Linked DNA regions of Anser cygnoides: region 2 is linked to region 1. A link is a contact called in public Hi-C data. All regions are on one chromosome and are shown on one strand. The core of a region is the stretch at or near the end of the contact, and the rest is flanking DNA. Distances in the headings are between cores, read along the strand shown. Region 1 overlaps MAGI1 (membrane associated guanylate kinase, WW and PDZ domain containing 1). Region 2 overlaps MAGI1 (membrane associated guanylate kinase, WW and PDZ domain containing 1).

What was found. A called contact is a pair of places that touch in the nucleus more often than the background predicts.
Region 2: a contact with region 1 is called in a Hi-C map of liver, with 8 times the contacts expected there. The contact joins two enhancer-like sites. A contact is called at or near these places in 2 of 7 Hi-C or Micro-C datasets (both in liver).

Annotation. Positions count from the first base shown.
Region 1 is chr10:8,853,453-8,858,855 of Taihu_goose_T2T_genome, forward strand. All of the region lies in intron 1 of MAGI1 (membrane associated guanylate kinase, WW and PDZ domain containing 1), which reads left to right. Among named protein-coding and RNA genes, the nearest start is that of MAGI1, 37 kb to the left of the region's middle. Within about 2 kb of position 3,284, at least 3 of the 3 cell types and tissues checked have open chromatin away from gene starts, as enhancers often do. A contact at or near this core is called in liver, where this site is marked.
Region 2 is chr10:9,010,417-9,015,819 of Taihu_goose_T2T_genome, forward strand. All of the region lies in intron 2 of MAGI1 (membrane associated guanylate kinase, WW and PDZ domain containing 1), which reads left to right. Among named protein-coding and RNA genes, the nearest start is that of MAGI1, 190 kb to the left of the region's middle. Within about 2 kb of position 2,140, at least 2 of the 3 cell types and tissues checked have open chromatin away from gene starts, as enhancers often do. A contact at or near this core is called in liver, where this site is marked.

The DNA of each region.
Region 1 (5,403 bases), core at 2,034-4,533:
CGCAGGCAAAGCTGCCGGCTGCTCTGCGGGGTGAGGCTGGTGCCCGCAGCCTCCGGACAAACTTTCACCCTCAGGGACCCAAGGAGGAGCCAGGTTCACCCGGTGCTCATGCAGGAGCGATTGGAGGTCAGCAGCAGGCCGCTAATTCGAGCTGCTTGTTACTTCTGGCCTCTGTTAGGTTTCATGAAAATTTACAAAGACGGTCATGGAGTTCAAATTGCATTACTGGTGACCTGTGCACCCCTTCATTCCCTCCTCCACCAAACCCTGGTGTTCTGATGTATTTTAATCAGTGAAAATACCGAAGTAGCACTGGAATGAGACTTGGTTTGAGCCGGAGAGTAGGCATTGTAAGCAGGGGTTAAATTCCATTTTCTTCCCTCCAAGGAGAAGCGCTTCTCCCCGTCCCTGGGGCAGGAAGGGTTATCTCAGATGCTGCAAGTGCCGGGAGTCTTCTCTAGTGCGCTACTGCTGAGAAGCAGGGTCGCAGCCCTGCTCAACTCAGTGGTGCAACTGAAGTCAGTGTGATAAAGAGCTCCTCAGGATTGACCCTGCACGTATAAATATTTGGTTATGAAATGTGGCGTGCACGTATGAAAATATTTGCCTGAATGGAGTGGCCCGAACTTGCTGATGCCAAGGGAGGAGGCTTGCTGCTCTCGGCGTTACGCGAGGGTGTCGTGGGAATCCAGGGACCTGCCACCAGGCTCGGAGGAGGAGGGCTGGAGCACGGAAGAGTTAATTTGTAATGGGAGAGGAAACCTCGGGGGAGGAGGAATGGAATTGGTAACACAGAAGTGGTAGGATTTCAGCCCCTGCAAGAATAGGCGAGCAATCGCCGTGATAAAGAGGAGAGGTTAAAACAGTGCAGATGCAAATGGCAAAGCTGTGTGCGCTAGGGAGATTTAGCAATGTTAGGAGACACCCTGAAAAAAAAGTAAATAAATGAGACACAGATAAATGAAACTTTTTTTTTTGGTATCCTTTCCTTCCTTCCATCTTTCTTCTGCCAGGTTCCAGTTTGAAATAGATTAATTTCTGTCTGTACCTGAAGGCCTGTTATGACAAATAAAGATCTGAGCAGGCAAATGGAATGGAAATATTGGGAAATGACTTTTTTTTTTTTTTTAAATGTTGATCTATTCGGAAGAATGACCAAGCTTTTAAAATGTGAATACAGTTCTGAATATATATATATATATATATGGGGTGCTGCACATCTTTATTAACTGTTTCTATTATATTATTTCCTATTTTTAATGCTCGAGGCCTTTTTAAAATGGGTTTTATGGAAATGCTTGTTGGAACGTTTATATAAAATGGACATGCATCACATAATTGTCCATTGCAAAATGAAGCCAGCAAATCACGGTTTCACATTGCAGTGTGACAGAAATCACAAATGTTTTTTGTTGTTTTCATTTTCCTGTTTCACTTCCAGCCCTGCAGCCCCAGCCGTGTGCTCCTGGCTCCCTTGCCCATTACTGCGCGCATCTCCAGGTTGCAAGAAAGCAGTCAAATGCTGTGGCCATTCATCTCTGAAAGCTTATAATGAGCTTATCAGGAAAGAACTATAAATACATCTTGTACTCCTCTTGCACTGCAAGACGCTTCTTCAGGCCACGAATAATTAGGTTGGCCCACCTAAGCTAATTACAAGCTGTCTCACCATTGCAAATACCCTCAGGGTAACATTGTTAGGACTCTTTTACCAGGTTAATGGGTTCTCTGTACTCTGAATATTAGGTTGACCTTTACCATTGTGACCAAAAATGCACTGTATGGGATCTTTTGCCATGTGCCCATTCGTGATTTGTTCTCTGTGGAGAGCCTCGTCTCTCCTTCTTGGCTGGTGCTCGGAGGAGAGGAGAAGCCTGCCTGGAGCAGACACCCTCGAAGCCGTCCATCGGCCCAAGAGTGCAACTCCAAGAAGTTTTTTGCAAGCCTTTTTGAATTGCAAGGTGGAAGCAGGTCCGTAGCTTGTCCCTGTTTGCATTTAGAGCCTCTGCACAATTTGAAAGGTTGCTTTTCTGCTGTGATTACCTTTCAGATCTACTCAGTGTGTTGTCTGGCAAACTTGACCCACCTGCTTATCTTCAAGAAAACAAATGCAGCAGCTATTGCTTACTACAGAATGTGAGCTGAGCCGCGTTTTCTTTTTTTCAGTGGGCTTGCTGTGATTTTGTTTTGACAGATTGAGCTGTGTTTCACTTTGCTTTCATTTTTCACCCTGTCAAAGGAATTTCTAGTGCTCGCCCCCTCGCCCCCCTCCCGCCTCTTGCTGTCTGCCTGGATCAGCGCACCGAAGCAGTGCCTCCCTCTCCTCTGCATTGCTCGCCTGCAGCTCGCCGTGCTGCAGAGCTCTGAGCTCAGTGGTCCCGGTGGGAAGCTCAGGTCCAGCCCTGGCCATGGTGGTGGGCAGCACGCTGTGCCCTGGGCTCGCAGCATCGCCCCGTGGTGGATATGCAGGAGGTTATAAGGGCAGGTGAGCCTCCAAAGGGGGACGACTTAAGCAGCTTGAAAGTTTTGTTTGACTTTTGTTCTGTGTTTCCTCTGAACTGCCCTGATGTGTGTGCCTTTGGCTGGGCCACTTTCGCTGCTCAGCATCAGGTGGGCCATGGCTCTGCCGCAGTGTTATTGCAGGGGATGTGGGACTGAAGCTGTTCTCAGCTGTAAAACCTGGTTTTTGAGGATTTAGGGCTAGGCTTCCTTCCATTCCTTCCCTTAGCTGAACTGCACCCCTTGTACAAGCCCACGTTGCCATCACTGGGGCCTAGGGAGTCTTCACACAGCTCTGATGTGTTGCTTATATCAGGATAAAGCAGCTATTTAAGTGAAAGAATTAGAAAATTATAGGGTTTACATCTAGCTCACTCGAATATTGGCACAGTTAAGCTGACCTGGCACTACGGGGTTGTAGTGATGAGTGAATGTCTGAGCCACGCTGATCTGAGCAAGAGGAAGCTGGAATCAGGTGTAAGCACAGCATCTTCGTGACAGCGGTTTCTGAATAGCCTCAGTAATGAAGTGTTAGGGGAATCTAGCACGTGAGATGTTGTAAATACATCAGGGAAGGTGCAATCCCTGCCCCTGGAGAGCCTATGCACTAAAGAGGACAAAAGTACAATAACAGAGCAGCCGTCAGCACTGCGGTGCGTGCGCACTGCTTGGAAACCAGGCGTGCCAGCTGCCTCCTGGAGCGAGGCCGGGTGTCATAGATACCCGTGCTTTGTTTGTCCTTGTGATCAGGCAGCGGCCCTGTGTCGGTGCAGGCAGCGCGCACGCTGCTTCCCCTGACCGTAAAGGCACTGGGCCCTCCCCTGTGTCTCCTCCTGCCCTGGGATGGGCTCTCCTGGGACCGCCTAGCGCTCCTCTGCCCGTGAGGGATTTAAGCGATCATGATCACGTACCAAATCCCTAAGCACCTTTTCTTTCTCTCTTCCACACTTGGAGTACTTTTTTGGATGCAGTGTGCCTGCTTGATACTGCATTTCCTGACACTCGTTGAGCTCAGTTGCAGTCCGGCGACCAGCAGGCCTGGCTCAACTGTGAAGTCTTCCAAATTCTCTCCTGGTCCCTAGAAGTGTTCTTAGGACAAGCAGAGGAGATTTATTTGTCTAGCTGGTCAGATGGAGGTTAGTGTGAAATAAAATACACGCATGTGCTCCTCTCGCCCTCCCCTGGTGCCGGGTCAAGGCTGGCTTGTTTTTCCCGGGTCCTCCCGCTGGCAGAGCCTCTGGGGGCTCTGGGCACTGCTCCACGTGCTGTCACTAGGAGCTTACTTTGCTGCTCAGAAAATTCCCCATCTTTGCAAACCTCCCCCGTGGCTATCGTATGGCAGCATCCTTCACGTTACACATCTGGTAGTGGGGAAAGAAATCCACTTCTGTGTAGTCCAGAGATACACCAGGGTAAGTCACGAAGCGGCACACAGCTCGGTTACAACCCTCTGCATGGCTGCGGGCCTGGTGCAGGCCCGGTCTCGGGGCCTGGCCCTGCAGCGTGTCCCCTCTCAGGTGTCCCTACAGCGTGGGACCCAGCGTGCTGGGTACGCCTCGGCCTGCTCGTGGGGTGCACGGGGCACGGCCAGGCTGAAGGCCTGGCCTGGAGGGGAGGGATTTATGTCCCAGAAGGTCTCTGCCTACAGCAAGTTGGTGTTCAATGACATCTGCCCTCCTGGGGCTGAGCATCCTGCTCCTCTCCTGCCTACCACAGCTCCCTTCCCTGGTACTGGAGAGAGACTGTGGATGGAGGGGAGCTGGCATTAACCTTGGAACCCAGCTTTTTCTTTCCACGCCTCCCCTGCGAATGTTAAATGCTTCATTCCGTGTGGAGTTTAGCTACAGGTTACATTTAAAATATGTGCTGAAGCCGAAAGTGGCTGCGCTGGTAGCGAGAAAGAAATAAAAACAGCGACTTGAGATGGCAAGATAGGAGACAAAGAGGCGGAGGGGCTGTAACTGACTTATTTATAGCAGCCTAGAGAGCAAGAAGTATTGCAGAGGACACAATTCCTATAATGTTTATGTAAGGCTGTAAGAAATTGATCCCAGCTTAGATATGTTTTGTTGCATGCTGCTGGTAAGAATCATAAAAGTGATGTAGCAAAGTTTTGAACACGGTGTTACTGCTGGTCTTTTTGATAGCCTCATTTGCCACAACAAAAACCTTTAATTTGTTATTCCTGCCGACTCCGGTTGTGTTTGCTTCAAACTCCTGTGCCGTTTCTGCTTGCAGAATTCAATTCCTTCAGGCTGCAGTTCTTTGAGGCAGAATCTTTTTTTTTTTTTTAAAAAAAAATTCTCAGTAATTTAAAAAAAAAAAAAGCTTGGGATTTTGCAGAAATATGTGTTTCACAGAGGTGTTTTCTTACAGCTATTATCTGTAGGGGAGTTTCCAGCTGAGGTGGACCCAGCAAGTGTCCAAGGGCAGCCTCAGCACAAGCCCTGGCCTCCACGGGGGCCTTTTCCACGCGTTGGCCTCCCTGCTCAGCGCGTCCCAGCCGTGCTGCGACCAAAGTGGAGGCGGGATGAACCACCCTGCGGGCTGGAGATGCTACTGGAGTGGCAGTTTTACAGCATTTTGGTTGCTTAGCTTGTCAGCAGGGAGTGAGATGTTGGGCATTGCCAATGTCCTGTAGACGTCAGCAGCCCAGGGCTCCGGGCTGCTCAGCAGGACCCTGTCCTGCTCTTCTGTCACATCTGGAGCTTTGGAAAAGCCTTTCCTCTTGCTGTCCTCCCACCTGCCCACGGCAGTACGTGGTCAATCGTAGTGTCCCTGAGCATCTGTAAGCCACCGCTGGTAAATGAAGTTACTTTCACCTGTTTTCTGATGCTCTCTTTCAGTGAATGCTTCCAACTGCTTTTCTCTCGGATCTTCTCTAAAGCAACGGCGTCCCGTGTC
Region 2 (5,403 bases), core at 890-3,389, 160 kb after region 1:
TGACCACACTATGGCTTGAAGAGTGGCGTAGGGACCGCTGACCTCTCGGACACTTGTTCATGGATTCTGGGCTGCAGGTTCAAAAAATGGAGAGATCTCTTCAGGGCTTAATACAAGAGTCCTAATGAACCTGTGCCTGTATGTCTTTTCTCTTTTTTATTTCTGTTTTCCGTTACGTGAGCGTATTGGCCACGTGGTAGCATTTGACTGCTGGACATTTGTTGTTGCTGGTGTGGTACAACTGGCAAGTGATTTGTTTTTTAGGCCTCAGGAAGGATATTGTCTTCCTTGAAAACTGTTTCAGTATCTCTCCTCAGAGACAGAAATAAAATGAAGGGGTCAATTCCAATAGCAGCTATTTTGTAGTAGCTCTGTTGGATAAAACTGATTACTTACATGGCCAGTGAACTCGCTTTGCCTGTTTGATTTGGGCTGCATTGTAGGAACTGAAACAAAAACCACATCCAGACTGCTCTGGAGTGGAAGAATTCTGCTATCAGTTCAATCTGTTTTCCTTGTTGTTGTTTCCATGTAATGAAAAGATAAATATGCAAACATATTTACTTCATTAATTTTAAACAGTGCCAGGAAAAAGGCTCTGTCTAGGGATGGTGGAAAAATATTGTGAAAATTAGCTCTACATATTCTGCTTTCAGTCAACTCTGTTAATTAGGATCAAAGTACTGCAGTTTTTTAAAGTTCTCACCGCCTCTTCCCACACATCTCGGGATTTCAAAAGGACGCAGTTAACTAAGGCTGAGGTTGTCAGCCAAGCCTACGGGATCGAGGGTCCGCACACCGCTAGTGGGGCACCAGGACCCCAGGGTGCCACGAAGAGGGAGGTGAGCTGCAGGGTGCAGGGCGGTTGGGCTGCCTGTCCTGCCCCGGGGGTGGGAATGGGGGAATTCCTCGTGTGCTCCGGGGACTGGCTTTGTGTGGTTTTGTCTTTGCTCTAAAAGGGCGGGTGCTGTGGGATAGCTGCTTGTGCAGGTGTGAAAACAGCTCTTTGACGTGTAATTAGCAATGGGATGCTTGGAAGAAGAAACATGACGACGAATAAACCCGGTTGGTGCTTTTCACCAGTAGATCATGGTTTTCCAAATGAAGCCCATCACTGGGATGGGAAGCTTGGCAGCGAAGGGTGATGCTCAGTCCCGCAGATGGCCAGCAGGCAGGGGACAGAGCTGTCACGCCGCTCGTCACCCACGGAGGTGCCCAGTTTCTTCTGGCTTTCCTCTCGAGCAGGAAACCGTTTCAGTTCCAAGCAAGCACACAGTTACAGAAGGATGTGGAGTCAGCTTAAAAATCATGCTGACCTAAAGAATTCACCTTTATTTGCTCTAACACTTAAAACAAATACTTCTGTGGTTTGTTTTGTTTTATTTGTTCTAATGACGTTAACTTAGGTTGCTGTGCTGTTTGTCTCAGCTCACGTACAAGGCTTATCAGTTTCACACTGATACGTATTTTACTTCCCACCTATCATGCATTAAAGGACGGCAGTATTTGGATGTAAAACATGGGGTCATTTGCTCTGGGTTCATTTTCGGATCTGTGGCTTTTAGGCCCTTAGGCCATGTTTGTTCAAGTTTTGTTTCTAAATGCAAATGCTATGTAACTACCTACAAGTCTGACACAATTTCATGCACCGGGGTTAGGTCTGGCCTAATTTAATCACACAATAAAAGGGTCAGGAGGGTTTTTTTTCCTCCTATTGCAGAGGTACGAGCTCAGCCCTTTGCTGAGAAGCTCCTGGTCTGTTCTCAGTGAGACAGGCTTTGCCTTGTAACTCACAGCAGCCGTATGAGTTACCGCAGGCACCCACTGCGCGTTCTCCTGGCACGAAAGGCTGGCAGCGGCGTGTCGGTGGGGGTCGGGGCGGAGGGTCACCGTTACTTACCGTAGGTGCCTCAGAGCAGGAATCAGTCTTGTTAGTCTTTGTTTGTACAGCGCCTTCCAGAGAGCGACCTGGTCGGTAGCTGGGCTATAAAACAAATCCTCCTGCAGGCTGCTGTCGCTCTGTGCTCGCGTCCCCACTCTTGTATGCAGCGGGCTGCGCCAGAGGAGAGGCAGAGGCGGAATCGGGCTTTCGTTTTGAAAACGAGATGGTGGAAGGAGGCTGGCATTGGTGCCAGAAATCACCCTCCTTTGCATCTCCTGAAACTTCACCGATCCCACGTTGCACGTCACAAATGGCATTTTGTCCCCTGCGTTTCCTGGGACGCCGGCTGGGTGAGCGAATCCCACGGGGTGCACGGAGCAGCTCCCAGCTGCTGATGTTCTCGGTTCTGGGAGCCGCCATCGGCACAGCAGCTGGAACGAAGTCCTGTCGCTCCTGTCTTCGGATGCAGTTTAATTGGTGGCCTGTCGTGGGACTGGTCTCTGGAGCTAAGCGTTGCTGATTCCCCAAGTGAAGCTGGAGTGCGTTTGTATCAGGCGGAGGCTGTCGAGGGGCGGGGGGGGAGCGCATGAGGCTGGCTCAGCCCATGCTGAGAGCGGCTGGTCCTGCGCGCACCTCGCTCGTGTGCTCTCCGTGGCTTGTAGGTCACTGGCCTAGAGAGCACGGCCGAGGCTGATGGCATGCTGAGATCGGAGAGCCCCGGGTCCGAATCTCCGCGCTGGCCTGGCTTGGCTACAGGAAAATGATGTCCCCTTCTCTGCGTCCCTCCGTGTTTGTCTCTTGTAGTTAGCAGGAATGCTGCTGGGTTCTCGCAGAAAGTCTATTGAATCCCAAAGAGTCAATACTCTATTTACGGCCTTGCTGTTATTATTTTACCAAAGCGTAAGCTGAAGGAACAAGCTATTTAGTGCCTAATGTTTGACAGCAGAATTGAGGAAAATTGCCTTTAGGTTGAAAAACTAAACAAATAAATGCGTGTCGCATGTTCTTAACTCATGAAAGCTGGAGATGCAGTTTCTAATCCTCAGCCTGATCTCTGCCGTGTTCCAATGAGACCGGCTTACATGGGAGCACAGTGTGCTAAGGTGGAGCTAAAGGCACCAGTGGCAGCGGTGTTACCAGTCGGCCTGTGTGAGCTGGCAGGGGGCTGCCGGGACCTGTGGGCAGGATCAGGCTGGCTGTATGGCACGAAGGAGCGGACACCGTGCCTCTGAACTGTTCGTGGGACGTGCCTCGTGGTGTGCTGTTCGGCACGTATTTCACAGGTTTGCAGAGCTTTGTTGTTGGCAGTGGCGCGCACAAAGTCTGCCTGCGTTGTACGCACAGCAAGGCATAAATCTGCCTTGGAAAGCATTGACTCCGTGAGCAAGGCGTGAAGTTGTAGGCATGAGCTGGAAACGAGAAACTGAGGAAGGGGGGCAGCGAGGGAGCTCGGAAAGCAAACTAGCTCCCTGCTTCGTCTGCGCTCAGGGAAGTCACCTCACCTGCATGTGTGTGGGGGGGGGAATCTCAAAATCCTGCTGAGAAGGAGATGTCTGTCCCTGCTGGAGGAACTCCTGCAGTTTTGGCAGTGTGGCTCGTGAGCTGCAGGGTTTGTAGCAGGATTTCTGGCTCTCACCTTGCAGGAGCGAGCCAGGCGCCCGGCACGACGCTCACATGGGTCCGAAGGGGCAGAGCGCGCTGCAGCTGGATCACCAGGACTGCAAACTGCTCTTCTGGTTTTATTTTGGTGGTTGCTGCTGGTTGAGCCCCGTGCAGATGAGTAGATTGCTGCCAGGTGTCCATTACTTGTAAGAAGCATCATGCTTGTCTAAAATTAATGAGATTTTAGAGCTGGCCTGAGCGGACAGTTTGTCTTGGCAGGCTGGAAGCTGTGATCTGAATTGCACCGGTTTAGGCTTACATCTACAGTCTTCCAGCACAACTTTGCAGTGGTCATTAAAATGAAATAGTTGAAAATTGAATAAATTACATCGAGTGGATCCTTTGATGTCAGCTGGCTGCGTGGCCAAGCCTTGGTCAAGCTCACAGGGACAGCACCACGAGGAGCAGACGTGAGGAAGGCGGCGTTCCCAAGGGTCCGGCGACAGAGCTGCTGGTGTGTAATGAAGTGAGCTCTGACCGGGGCTGTCGTTTCCTCAAAGGCTTGTTCTGTTCTTCTGTTTGTTTATTTTTAAGGAAGATGTGAAGATGGGGGAGAAACGGGGACGGTTTTACTTTCCTCCTCTGTTTGTCAGCTCCTTTCTTTCTAAAAACGTCAGACTTAAATTTTAATGTCTCAGTACCGCAGGAAAAATTGTATCCTCATCATTTTACCTGTGGGGTTTCTCCTGCAGTGTGCGCTACCTAATTTGGATTTAAAATTATCCTTTTCGTAGGCCAGTAAAGAGAGGGCAAGGAGCAGAGCTGCGGCTGCAGTGAAGCCGCGCAGCTCCCTCGGCGGGGAGCAGCGGCGCTGGGGTGCCTGTGGGGGTGGTGCATGCGTGCCGGTGTCCTGCCAGACCGTAAAGCCAGCCAGAATTTTCCCACCCCACAAAAGCGAATCAGTGCCAGGAAAGCGGCCTGAGGCAGAGGAATGCTCAGACCTCCCCCCAGCACGGTCCTTGGCAGGAGTCCCCTGGGGTCTCGAGGACTTGGTGGAAGGGTCTCTTGGCGCAGGGCCCCTTTGCTCTCACCTCTCCTGAACGTTTCCAGTTCTTCTGTTGTCTTCTGTCCAAAAGCAGCATTGTCCTGCTTAGGACTCAGCTCCTTCAATGCGAATCCTGTTGCTTAATGTCCATCACCTGTGGCCACCTCAGCCCAGGTGCTTTCTTTCCCTGCGCTCATGTAAACCCGCACGGCTGCGTTGCCAGCAAGGCCCCCACGTTCCTCCCCTGAACCTAATGGCATCGCTTCACATCCGCGATATCAACTCGTGTATTGCTGGTGTCAGTTTTCCATACGTTAAAGAACTGTTAAGGGCCATTACCGTAACCGCACATGTCACTGGCAGGAGCCTACCTTCGGAGGTGCCCCAGCTGAGTGCGGCGCGAGCTGCCCTCCAGCGAGGCAGAACAAAGGGCTGTGTGTTAGCGCCGGGAATGGCCGCACGCAACCCGTGCTCATGAAATCGGGCTGACTTTTAATCAGTCTTCAGGGGTCTCATGCGCCGAGGCTATTTGTTTATAGCAGAGGCCAGGCTGTGCCAGAATCTGTTAAGCGCTGGAAAACTGATCAGTCCTGTGCTCGCTCCTAATGCGAGAGAAAGAGACGCTCCGTGGCGGGGAGCAAGCCGGAAACGACGCTTTGCAGAGCATCTCTGCCGTCCGAGCCAGCCGGGATGCAGCCATAAATACTGCCAGGAAACCGTAAAAGATCCTTGAGCATCCTTGTTCCTACATCTACAAACCCCAGAACTGCCTGCCGGTGCGGCGGGGGAATGCTCTCGCTCTTCGGGGGGCTGTCTCTCGCGAGGGAGAGGAGAGAGGAAGGGAGTTTTCATGCACAGGTAAATATAGCATCTC